Regions from separate parts of the Nothobranchius furzeri genome. Here region 2 is linked to region 1. Evidence: chromatin contacts called from public Hi-C data. All regions are on one chromosome and are shown on one strand. Each heading gives the region's core, a stretch centred on a gene start, on an enhancer-like site or on the middle of the called end of the contact. The rest is flanking DNA. Distances are from core to core; before and after follow the strand shown.

Region 1 (6,726 bases), core at 1,629-4,128:
GCTACAAGACACACTTACATCTTCCCAAAACTCTATTAAAGACGATGAGGATGAAGAGAAAGAGTCCTGATGGATCAAAGGGATGCAGGAGACAAACACCAGAAGCAGAGATGAGTTCAAACCGGTTCAGAATAAGAGACGAGTGATTTAACCGTAACCCTCTAGTCAGCAGGTCCGATAGAAACTTACATCAAACTGGTCGAGGGCAGAAGTGGGAGCAGTGAGGAAAGCCAAGAAGGAATTCTGGGAATCCTGGTGCTTGACACCTATCGACACAGAACAAACTCATTAAAGCATCACAAGATGACTGAAGGGGTCACGGGACCAACGCCTGCAGGGCTTTCATACGGCCTCCGTGACATTACCTTCTTGTGCACGCTCACGTGCACTAAAGCTGAGCCTAGAGCTGCTGACTACAGACGAACCTTCTTCCTTCATCAACACTCACTCACCGAGTCCGTCAGAGCCCGGGCTGCATCAGGACTTTAGCTACGGCTAGTAACCTTTAAATGTTGCGTTTACCCCTTCGCAGCCGCAGCTCCTCGGTCTCCTTCTTCAGCCGCTCGATCTCCGCCAGCAGCTCCTGGTTTTCAGTCTCCACCTCCCGCAGTTTACTGGAAGACCGGAGACAACAGCACATCAGCTCCTGGACTCGAGGAGAAGCCGGCGTCACGGTGACGAGTCCTTACCATTCGGTGGAGATGCTGTCGGCCTTCACCTTGTTCAGCTCGTCCTGGATGCTCTGCTTGGCTCTGATCTCAGTGTCCAGGGCAGACTGCAGCTCCAGACGCGCAGACATGTCCAGCTTGGCAAAGCGTCGCATTTTCCATGGCATGTCCTGAAACACAGAGGACAGGAAGTCATGTTTTACATCCCAGCTTTGGTGCAACAGGGGCGAGTCTACCCCTGGCCCTGGTCTCCACATGCAGGTTGGGTTAGCCTGCGTTCCCACACACAACAGTGGTGTTTATAAATGACCAAACAGCCCATTCTAGCTGCCTGTGAAAGAAGCAGCTTCATGGACCAACATGAGCGCCTGCAGCCGGGGACAGTGGCTCTCAATGAGCTGGACTTGCTTTGAAGCTAAATAACATCAACTTCACGATAGAACTGAAGGTCTTCGTAGAAAACGAGGTGCTGAGGTGAGACATGCTACTACGTCCATTAGGGCTGCTCAATTAATCGAAATTTAATCACGATTACGATCTGAGTTTTGAAAGATTATAAAAAACAAAACAAGCCGATTATTTGCCCCTCCCACTTGCGCTGCCCTGAGTTACAAATGAAGCGCTCTTCCTAGGGTGTTTGTCAACTTGGCGACTTTGACGCTATTTCTAACAGCTTCTCAGACCCCCTTCTTGACTTTTTAAATGTTAAAAGTGCCTAACGAACACCTCAGAAACATCTCTGGTAACCCTTAGCTACTTTCTGGATAACTGTCGTCGACATTTCCTGCAGGTTAGCTAAACACTCCGCCTGCGCTCCGTACCGTTCTTCACAGCATTAGGAAAGGGAATGATGTAGTGATGTGTCGGTCGCTAAAGAAACGGCTCTCGGAGCCGGCTCCCTGTTGGATTAACCAGAGTGAGTGACACACACCACACCTGCGGACTCCTGAGCCACTAAAAACGGCTAAATGTGCGCGTGCTAAACACACGTGCAGCTTGCCCCGATTGCTGTGAGACCGGGTTGGGAGGTGTGTGTGCAGCTGTGGTTGGGACAATTATTATATTAACTGATGGACTTGTAAATAGTTTATAAATAAGGTAGAAATAAGTTCCTCACGCTGATGAATAATAACTAATCTCTCTGAGGACACGGTGCTAGTGCACTCTCCTACAGCACCTTGACATGACTAAATAAATGTTATGCAACATTTTATGAACATCAATTTATTTGCATTTATTTGTTATAAATGCCACTGTATAATTCTTGCTGTCAGTATTTGCCAGATATTGGTATTTGGGTCTGTACTGGTTAGACTTAAATGAGTTAAACCAAGGTCTATAGCCCTTGGGTCATAAACTATGAGCTGTAAGTATATTGGTCTTTTTATACTGGGAATCAGGAGTTATTTTAGTGATCATCTTGTTTCTTATTTATTTTTGTCCTGATTGTGCCCTGAGCAGTTTTATGACTGAATAAAAACAAATAAAGTCAACATAAATAGAAAAATCGTCCTAAATAATCGTGATCTCAATTTCAGTCACCATAATCGTGATTATTATTTTTGCCATAATCGAGCAGCCCTAACGTCCATGACTGACGTGGTACGGAGACGGTTTAGTGTGAACTCATGTGCTGCTACAGCTGAAGAGTAAATTACAACCTCAGACCAACACAGTCGGCTTCTAGAGGAGACGTTTGTTACCGTGGCTCTGGCTCCCAGGCTGCTGCTCCTCAGACCCTCCAGCTCCTCCGTCATCTTAGTGGCCAGAGCCTGAAGGTAGCCTCGAGCATCCTTCTCATCGCTCACCCTGCAGCGCACACACACACACACACACACACACACACACGCACGCACACACACACACACACACACACACACACACACACACACACACACACACTAGTGACCATTTATAAATCCACAAACAGAAATTATGAGCTCTAAATTTCCTTCCTTTCTCTACAAACTAAACTATTCAGGTAAACTTTCAAATATTATTAAAAATCAAAGATTTTGAGGAATCTCAGGCAGAAGCCAGTGCTTAAAACGGTCTACCAACACAAGAGGAGGAGGAGGAGAAAGAAGCTGCTTTTAGAACATCCTTGTTCCAGATTTTCTCCCTTGCAGCTGCACTGCACCACCACCAGGGGGCAACACTGGTCACCAATTCCAGGGGCAAGTTCAGACATTGGTGTGTATGTTTGGAATGTGCTGTGGCCGTGATGCTGAATGTGTGTGTGGCATGTGTGCTATGTGAAGCCTTTAGGCTCGTCCACCAGAGAGAGGCTGAGCAGCTGGCGAGGTGTCAGCTGCCATCGGAGAGGATCTGAGAGGAGGGCGGGTCGAGCAGCTCCACCATCCCCAGAGGTATGTGACACACGCTGCAAATTTACAGTAGAAAGGAACCCAACACACTGCTGGCGTGCACGTCTCAGCTTGAGCCATAGCATGAGTGGGAGCGTAGACGCCTCGGAGCTGGACTTTGGGACACACGAGAAGCTCGCTGCGTGTGTGTGAGGAAGGAAGTGTTCGGGGGGGGGGTTGTTGCGAGGCTTACCACTGGATGATTTCTGTGATCTGGGCCTCCCAGTGAGCCACACTCTCCTTCTTATCTGCCAGCTCCCTCATCTCATCCTCCAGCTGCCGGTTAGAGCTGCTCACCTTCTCAAACATGGTGGTCAACTGAGCAAACACACAGATCATCGAATGAATTCAACAGGGTGAGCCACAGCTGGCACTGAACACACACGTAGACCACGTTGTGTGTGTGTGTGTGTGGAGACATAACCATGACAACATTACAGGTCTCAAACGGCCTGATTGCTTAAATCCTCCCTTTGCAGGTACGTGTTTGGTGCGTTGCACCTGGCCAGGACAGCTGAGGCAGCTATTGAACGGTGTTTGAGATCGCTGGGTCCAAAAACTGGTTTGTAACCATTTCTGAAGTCGTGTGAGCTCATAAAACATGTCTGTCATCAGCAGAGCAGTAGCAGAGTTTCACACTGGAAACCAACCACACAGGTGCCGTCCAGGCCTGACTGCTGTTGGTCTTCCACACATGAACCAGTCCAGAGCCGCTGATGGAACCAGTAACAGCAGCCAAGAGCTAAGAGCTCTTCTCAGTGTGGTGTTGTGCTTCTGAATGCAACCCCGTAGAATCAGGATCATTTCCTGGATTTAATCACATGAAAACCACGACTCCTTTATTTGTTGATGTAAAGCCAGTTATGAATGTTCAGGAGCGTTATTCAGCATATTTTTATAGAATGTGCCGTTTCTCAAGTGATCAGTTAAGATCATGGATGTAGCTTTGGGGGGTACATGTCCCCCCATTTTTGTCCCCTGCACTTTTTACCGTCCATAAACAACATTACACTGTATTAGAGGCTCTGGTTGAGCACAAGGACCAAGCGGAAAACAACTGCCTGTGTTGAAGCGCCCCCCCCCCCCCCCCCCCCCAGTCACAGCTAAAATGGTTAAGAGAGACCAACAGCCAGAGTTGTATAACGTAAATCTGATAAAGAACTTCAGAAAACCCTTTGGAAAGAATTTGAAGCGGTTTATAATTTAAATGAAGTGAAAACGTTCCCCTCATGTATTAACCTGCATTCATCCTCCAGCATGGACCTTACATGGGGGTACCACAGGGCTCCATTCTTGGACCTCTCTTGTTTGCTGTGTACCTACTGCCATTAGAAGAGATAGTCAGGAAACATAGCCTTCAACTTGTTTCCATGTCATTTTCATGGTCTTGACCTCTACTTCCAGATGTTGGTGCCAGATGTTTCTTTCTCAACCTCTTCTCAGTTTTCCTTGTGGGTTCCATCTTAGGGCTAGTCTAGTAATTCTGTCCATATGATTTTATGCCTCTGCATTTCTTTATTCCTTCTTCTGCAGGCAGCTGATTAGTTTTCAGCCATGTTTCCTGTTGTGATGGTTTCTGGCCGATGCATACTCATTACTTTGCGTAGGCAGCTGCTGATGAAGCTACGCACTTCTGTTGTGATTACTACTGTGGTGGAGTAGAACTGCCTTCCTGGTATTACTTTGTTCGTTCTTTCTGTGCTTTTCCTCGTAATCCATGTCTTTGTTCTTTTTTTTACAGTTTAATAAAAACTATTGTTTTACGTGAGAACGACGTCGCCCTCTACTGCTCCACTCCGTCATTGCAATAATTGAAACATCAGCTTAAGACCTGTTTGTGCTCTTTAGCCTTCAGCATTGTGCTCCCTGCGGTGAACAATGTATTGTTTTATTGTCTGTATCAACTTTGTTGTTCTTTCACTGGTTTTGTTCTTGTTTATGTCATGCCCAGCACTTTGGACCACCTAGGAACGTGTGGAAAGTGCTTTAAAAATAAAGTTGATTGATTGATTGGAACGAAAAAGCGGATCGATTAAGCTTTTCAAACTACATGAATAGAAAAGAGCAGTAGCAATAAATATCCTCTACATTTTATCAGTGGCAGCTTTTCAGAACAAGTCACGTTTTCCTCCTGCTGTTAAGATGCCTCCCACCTACTAGAAACCATTTCACTTGGGGCCCTCCTGATCTTCCAGGAGCCACTTCCAAAGCCAACAGGCCAGGATCCAGGGTCCTTCCATCACACCGTGCAGCAGTCTTTTATTTAACCGTGTTTTTTTCTTTGGCACGGCTGCGGGAGAGGGGCGGAGGAAGGAATGTGATGAAGGAGTTGAGCCGTCAGACGGGGTTAGCAGGGGTTGCAGGAGCAGTAAGAAGCTGAGACAGCAGGACAGGAGGCTCTGAAGAGAAAACAGAGCAGCTCGTCTTATTCTGCAGAGCTCCACAGCAGATACCGTACCTTGTCTAGTTCACTGGACAGCTTCTTTTTCTCCTCGGTGAGCTGGATCCGCTCTGTCTCATACTTCTGCTTGTACTCCATCTCCAACTCTTCCCGTTCAATTTGGCTGGAGGAAACAAACACAGCCGTCATACATGAAACCCGGTCCCTACCAGGCGCTCGCACTGCGGTCTGAACCTTTACAGAAGTCTTCCACACCCAGACTGGGGACTCTCTCTTAGGCCAAGACACACTCGTGCAGCTAGAAACTGATACAGCTGTGTGTTTAAACTGAATTAAACAGCAGAGGGGAAATGCTTCAACAACACGAGGCAGGAAGGGTAAACTACAGGGTAGAAAAACACAAGTGAACCAAAACAGGATCTAATCAACTCTAAATGTGATCAGATGAGATCTTCAGTGGAAAAACAACAACCTTTATACCATAAATGACATTCAAATCTAGAGTGGAAACATGTTTAATAAGCTTCACCCTTATTTATCTGATCCTACTTGTTATTACTCTGATTAGTCAAATCTGAACAGACACATAAACTGTTTTAATTGAGCGTTTTATTCTAAAAATATCATATTTTATCATTTATTTCTGCAAATCTTAATGCAGTGTTGTAAACCATGTGACTAACTGGAGCCAACAGAAGGGTCATCAGAGATGATGCACCTTTCACTTCCACAGGATCTGGTCATGAAATTAAATATACGACAAAGCTGACAGCGTCTTATGACTGTGTCGTGGCGGCGTGGCCAGGTGTGCAGCATTACAGCGTGGCACAACAGAGGGAGGTGTCATGATCACATGGGGAGTTGCTGCCCATCTCCGGCCGGCAACCATATTAAAAATGAAATAAACCATTTTTAAAGAGATCTAGCCGAGATGATAAACGGGAGGGATGCCGAGCTCCAGGAGCTTCACTACGTTAGAGCTGGGGGTCAGATCACGGGGGCTGTGGGGGACAGCCACCTTTAGGAGCGGCCTGTCAAAGAAACATAATGAGCACGACTAAAGTTATGTCCAAGATAAATGGAAGTCTGCACCAGCACAGAGACCGCCCCAGACCCCCTTTAGAACGCCATTGCAGGATGTTTTGTAAAGGACACGATTGCGCAACATTACCACCAACATCTGACCACTTATAAACGAGCTAAGGTTCCCCGATGCCGGCTCAATGTTGCAGCAAACTGGCAGCATTCCGGGTTGTTCCTGGCTCAGACTGAGGCAGAGGCGGTACCATCC
Region 2 (6,736 bases), core at 3,359-5,858, 76 kb after region 1:
AACTCCCACGCACCCTCCAGGACCCCCATAAGGGTATAGGGCTGGTCCAGTGTTCCAGTGCCAGGACAAAAACCACAAAGCTCCTCCTGAATCTGAGGTTTGACAATCCAGCAGACCCTTCTCTCCAGAACCCTTAAATAGACCTTACCAGGGAGGCTCAGGAGTGTGATCCCCTGTAGTTGGAACACACCTTATGGCCCCCCATTTTAAATGGAGGACCACCACCCTGGTCTGCCAATCTAGTGGAACTGCCCCTGATGTCTACACAATATTGCAGAGCCGCGTCAACCAACACAACCCCACAAAATCCAGAGCCTTAAGGAACTCTGGGTTCATCTCATCCACCCCCGGAGCCTTGCCGCACCACCCCAGTGACCTCGGCTCCAGAGATTGGAGGCCCAAATCCAGACTCTGCTTCCTCACTGGAAGACGTGCCGGTGGGATTGAGGAGGTCTTCGAAGCACTCCTCTTGAGTCGAGGTCATCAGCATTGTAAACAGTGTTGGTAGTGCACTGCTTACACCTCCTGAGACCTCAGATGGTGGACCAGAAACTCCTCATAGCTGTACGTAAATCATGCTCCATGGTCTCACTGAACTTTTCCCACGCCCATGTTTTTGCCTCTGCAACCACCTGAGCTGCATTCCCCTTGGACCTTTGGTGCCTATCAGCTGCCTCTGGAGTCCCAAAGGCCAAAGAGGCAACACTTTCTTCAGCTTGACAGCATCTCTAGTGTCCATCAACAGGCTCAGGGGTTGCCACTACGACAGGCAGCCACCTCGACAATGGAGGCACGGAGCATGGCCAACTTGGACTCAATGCAACCATCAATCATCGAACTGTGGTCTAAGGTATCCTGGTGCCAAGAGCACATACGGACACCTTTATGCTTGAGCATGGTGTTCATTATGGGTAATCCATGACGAGCACAGAAGTGCAACAGCAAAACACTGCTCAGGTTCTTCCCAACAAAACCTCTCCAAATCTAAACTGCCATTGCCCACGTGAGCATTGAAGTCCTCCAGGAGAACAAGGGAGTCACCAGCAGAAGCGCTCTCCAACACCCCCTCCAGAGACTCCGTAGAGGGTGGGTGGTCTGATCTAGTCGCCAAGATGGGGGGCAACTAGTAGGCCTACCTCTGCTTGGCGCCCCTCAGTGGGAGCAACCGCAGAGTGGTAGTGTCCAACCCGTCTCGAGGAAACTGGTTCCAGAGCCATAGTCATGAGATGAGGCGAGTCTGACTATATCTAGCCACTGTCTCTAAATAGTTATTTTATATTGTTGAAATTACACTTGAAGTAATTAAAATCAAGATTTGTAATGTTGTCTGACAAGTTCGCCTCTCTGACAGAACACTCACCCTCTTCTAATGCTAGTCCTGAACCGCCCCTGCTTAGAAGACTTTAATACTGCAATAAAGGATCGTTTAGAGTTGAAGACACTTAAAAGTAAAGAAAAACACATCTGCCAGTAAACGTTAAAGTACTGAACTGGGAATGAAAGAAATAGCACCCAAGATCTAAAAACGAGGACAACTGAGATCAACTTACATCTGGACCGTTTTGAAAAACACGCAATGTCCAACAGTTGATCAATGCATCCATTTTTAAAGTACGCATGGAGAGTTTGTGCTAAGTGTGCAATGTTTCAGCAATACCTGCTGATACAGAAACTGAAATTTACCCCTGAATTCATGGATAAACAAGACGATTTAGCTGAATGACAGCACTCAGGTTAGCCAACTCCACCGATGGTGCAGGTAGCAGGCGGTTGAGATGAAGACTCAGGACACAGCGTACTTTCCCGTCTCCATTTCGCCATGGCTGCAGGTTATGTAGGGGTCTCTGTTTCAGCTGGAATGAGGTCACTGCCACACAAGACGCAAAGCAAGCCCAAAACAAACATGTCTTCTTCTCAGTCAGGAGGAAACGGCACATGCTGCTTCAACGTTTGCTTTTGATGTATTGTTGTGTAGAAACACACACACACACACACACACACACACACACACACACACACACACACACACACACACACACACACACACACACGCACGCACACACACACACGCACGCACACACACGCACACACGCACGCACACACGCACGCGCGCGCACACACACACACACACACACACACACACACACACTCACACTCACACACACACACACACACACACACACACACACTCACACACACACACACGCGCACACACACACACGCACACACACACACGCACGCGCACACACGCGCGCACACACACACACACACACACACAAACACACACACGCACGCACACACACACGCACACACGCACGCGCACACACGCGCACACACACACACGCGCGCGCACGCACACACACACACACACGCGCGCACACACACACGCACACGCACACGCGCACACACACACACACACACACACACACACACACACACACACACACACACAGTGAACTACAAAGGCCCGCAAAAGCTGGAGGTCTTATTTTTCCTGGCGCCATCTTGAATAATTTTCCTACATACAGAATTAAGCTGCGTTACGAGTTCGTCCCTTCTCACAGGTAAACTGTGTGATAGTCGCTCGTGTGGGCCAAACACGGCTAAACGTGCACATGGAACAGGTGAGCTGCTCTCTTCCTTTGACCACGCGGCTGGATGTTCTACCAGAAACAAAGGAAGACATGGGAGTGGCGACACGTTACAAACGTTTTAGGACAAGACTAGACTTGACCCTAATCCTGTCACTCTGTAGTTGCTGGCTGTCCCACACAGGCGGGGTTTTCTCTCCGGTAGACGGGTCGTCGCATCAGCCAGAATCGGACTTTAGTGATACTGGGTGCGTGTGTCCGACTGCTGATTTAGCAAATGAAAGACTTTATTAAAACACTTCACAATGCAGTTCTTCAGTTTACTCCAGTGAAATCCAATGAGCATGGCCAATGAGCATAAGCCATCCACCCATTTAAAGCAACACTTCGCTCATCCTTCCAGGTTAGGCGTCCACCCCCTAACTTTTAAACGATAAACAGGGATGGGTACTGTGTTCAGTACTATTCAAGGTACCGACCAAGGACCGATTCACGTGATATGAAATGGTGCCTTGTTCTGGTACCTGATTTCCCAAGACAGACCGCAGCACCGGCGCAAGAGCATCATGTCGTCGGTGGCTGCAGGTGAGATGTGAGCCGAGCGTGGCAGAACGAGTTTGGGTCCACGTCACTTAATGCAAGCTACCATCATCCTGATCTGCTCCAGCAGCTACATAAACTGTTTAGACTACATCAGCTTGATAGTTTAGCTTCCGTTGCTAGCAGCTAATGGTGCTTTCACTTTCTGCTCGGTACTCGGGAAATCCGACTTCCGAGTAGGAAAAATCAACAGTTTGAAAATGAACGGCAAAAGGAATGAAGATACAGTAAATTTAGTTCACAACAGAGATGTTTGCTTCAGTTAAATGAGTAATTTATAAAAGTACAAGGACCCACACAGGAGAACGGCAACACCATAAAGGTCTGTGGTTTACTTTATGTTGTGTTTACGTCGGCGAAGCAGGATTCACAGGAAGTGATGTACATTTAGGTGCACTTGACTCTAATTTAGAACACTTCCAGAGGTTTTACACCGCCTTCATGTTTGACTTCCTGCCTGGCATGAACTAAACTGCAGAGTTTGATAAGTTTTGGCAGCGTAGCGCGTAAGCGACAGGCTCAAAATGTAATGGTCGCATCCCTTCGCTTCAGGGACGCATCCAAAACTGCTGGAAAGGACCCCGTCCACTATAAAGGCAGCGCTATACACTTCACAAAGTATGTTTGCGGTTGTTTTCACATCCAGTGGAAAGGAGGGGTGAGACGTTCACCCTCAGAGGCAGGACGCAGCGAGCAGCAGCAACATGGAACCGCTCCACAGTAACGGCACATCTGTGGGTCGGGTGTTGCGTCCTGCCGAGCTCAGTCGAAGGGCTCGAGTGTCACCACTAGGAAACGTCAGGATGAAGTCACCACTTGGCACGGTGTGTTTCTTTAAAGGCTAGGGCACGCCGGCGTTGTTGGGAGGCCTGCTAAGTACTGCCCGTCAGCTGAGGACCGGACCACCAGAGCCAGAACTTTTACTTTGAAGTGAAGCGTTTCTTTACACCGGTACTAACACACAGCTGACACCTTCAGGCAGAGCTATTAGCATTCATACAACAAGGAGCTGTTCAGATGGGGACTGGGGGGGCAGACCAACTTGGCCTCCACAGCCAAGCTCCCCCACCATTTGGCTGCACTTAAATGCCTTCCTGTTTGTGTTTGACGCAGCAGGTCAGTGGCAACGCCAAGCCGCTGCCTGTTTGACCTTCCTCTTTGAAATGTTTCACAGGTCTGTCACACAGAGGTCACCGCACACGCCACTCAGTTCCTCATCGTCTCTTGTATTAATAATCTGCCTTGATTCGTGTTTCTGCCTGAGAGAGAAGAGGAATCCGACGCTGCGCCGCCTCAGCACTTGTTTTTAGGCCTTGGAAAAGACAAGCAGGCCGAGAAGGCATGCTCTGGCAGTGAGCTGGGCCTCTGTGCCAGATAAAAAAGGTGAGTTGTTCACATTCCTGCTTCCTGCACAAACCAAACCCCAATGTCACACACACACACACACACACACACAGTCCTGCTGGAAAGGCACAGCGCTTGCCGTGTGTGTGACGTAACGAATGAAAGCGACAGCTACCAAACTAAAAACTTGTGAGAAACGTTGATGTGCGTCCAGCCAAGACGACTGTCGACAAGTGTTTTCCTGCACCCATGCAAAGGAAAACATGGAGACTAATCTGGGGAGGGTTGCAGCAACGAGGCATCAACTTTACAGAAGAGGGATTAAAGGTCGCCTGGAGGAGAGGACATGTTTATTGGATCTTTCCTGGATTTATATCAAACTCTTTCCTCTAATATCCTTCAGCGTACTGGGTAGCGCCTCGTCGCCAGCTGCTTACTCTGATTCTGGCCTACAGCTTTTTGATGTTTTTGGGGCCAAAAATGACTCAAAACTATGATTAACGGAAGAGAAAAGCCGTTAACTATTATTTAATCAACTTGAAATGTCATAACTATTCCTGTAAATGGAAATACTGGTTTTAATGAAAGCTTTCCAACGGCTCAAACCAGTTAGTCACAGACACACACACACAACAGGTGTCTCGTCACCTTTCCCTGACCTCAGTGCACAACTTTAAAAGACCGAAGAATTTCAGACGCAACATCAAACCCTCGTTTACGTCGATATTCTCTAAATATGCCGTCTTTGGCGGTTTTAGTACTAATTCTTGATATTCTTCATTTACCACCTTTGCACCATGTTAAGAAGTAATAATATAGTAATAACATGTGTGTGTACGGTCTTTAACTGAGGCACTAAAAGCTCTGTTGGTGATCAGAACCGGTCGATATTCAGGATGATCGGAATCATTGGTGTTCCAGAATCACCATTTTCCAATTAGTAGGAATTTCTTTTGGAAATCAAATAAACTATGTTAAAGACCAAGTCCACTTGTTCTTTAACCCGTCTGCTGTGGTTGAATGCCTGTCAGACGATTTCTGTGGGACAAAATAATGACATCCTGTGGTCAGATTTGGGTACTACACTCTATTTTGAAAACAACTGAGTGACTCACTCCAGTTCTGGGAGTTTTATGGCTGTTAATGGTTTCGGACCAGCACCAGAAGATTCTAGATGACGAGTCATACACAGCGAGTTCACAAGGAGACAAATACGTTTCACTGTAATATCCATTTGTTAGTCATCGAAAAGTAGCCCGAGATATTTTAGAGCCAACTATTTGCCTCCAACTCATTGTTAGCATTGTTAACTCAACATTAGCCTCTAGCCTTCTGTACTTGATATTAGAATAAAACTAAAAGATGTCGTGGCTTCTTAGAAGTACAAGAAATTAGGGCTGAAACGATTCCTCGAGTACCTCGAATAATTCGAGTACAAAACAGCCTCGAGTCAAATTATCTGCCTCGAGGCTTCGTTTAATTCACGTTTAATTAATTCATGGCTTTGCAGCCACCCGGGGTCACGTTTCACCCGGACCGAAATAAGTGGCGCACATACACACTGCACTGAATGCACACGCGAGTGGCGAACGCAACTTAACTTTCTCTTAAGTCATGGCGGACAACGTGGACCCCGGTGGAGTGCGAAAAAGACACAAAATGCCAAAGGTGTGGGAGCATTTTTCACGTCGTAAGGCGGGAAACGTAGTCCAGTGTAAATACTGTTAAATGGATCTAGCCTACCACAACACCACATCCTCCATGCTGCAACCTGACCAGGAAACATCCACATGTAAACGTCACTTCTGCACGCGGACTCGGAGCCTCTACAAGATAATGTGTTTTAGCCTGTATTTCTATATATCCTGCAGACGCTGTGCGACTTTTTTGTTTGTAGCACTCACACCGTACGTCTGGTAGCAACACGTCGGACTTGAAATGTGCTAAAAATAGCAGTTTTTACAACACGTTGGACTTTTTACTGTGTTGTTATTGACGTCCGTTGTCCCTCAGGATTTCTGCAGGACACGGGTATTTATGAGCGGCGGAGGAAAACGAAAGAAAGTAAATAAATGTTGTGTGATCAGTGTAATTTGACAAAACCACGGCAAACACGCTTTCGACAATCCTCGTTAGTGTGAGACAAAAAGTGTAGAAATGAAAACGAATGTGTGTTAATAGGGAAACGGCTGGCGAGCCAT

The links. Hi-C and Micro-C count contacts between places; a contact is called where the count stands out from the background.
Region 2: a Hi-C map of skeletal muscle shows a contact between it and region 1, with 5 times the contacts expected there. The contact joins two enhancer-like sites. A contact is called at or near these places in 2 of 2 Hi-C or Micro-C datasets (skeletal muscle and tail fin).

What each region holds. Positions count from the first base shown.
Region 1 is chr2:29,889,748-29,896,473 of NfurGRZ-RIMD1, forward strand. cdc42bpab (CDC42 binding protein kinase alpha (DMPK-like) b) reads right to left here. Exons shown (of 44, transcript XM_070545663.1): 18 at 5,493-5,598; 19 at 3,228-3,352; 20 at 2,372-2,477; 21 at 690-838; 22 at 523-614; 23 at 190-266; 24 at 19-66. Among protein-coding and RNA genes, the nearest start is that of cdc42bpab, 79 kb to the right of the region's middle. Within about 2 kb of position 2,879, at least 1 of the 3 cell types and tissues checked has an H3K27ac peak or open chromatin away from gene starts, as enhancers often do. A contact at or near this core is called in tail fin, where this site is marked.
Region 2 is chr2:29,963,758-29,970,493 of NfurGRZ-RIMD1, forward strand. The region is part of intron 1 of cdc42bpab (CDC42 binding protein kinase alpha (DMPK-like) b); the gene reads right to left. Among protein-coding and RNA genes, the nearest start is that of cdc42bpab, 5.1 kb to the right of the region's middle. Within about 2 kb of position 4,609, at least 1 of the 3 cell types and tissues checked has an H3K27ac peak or open chromatin away from gene starts, as enhancers often do. A contact at or near this core is called in tail fin, where this site is marked.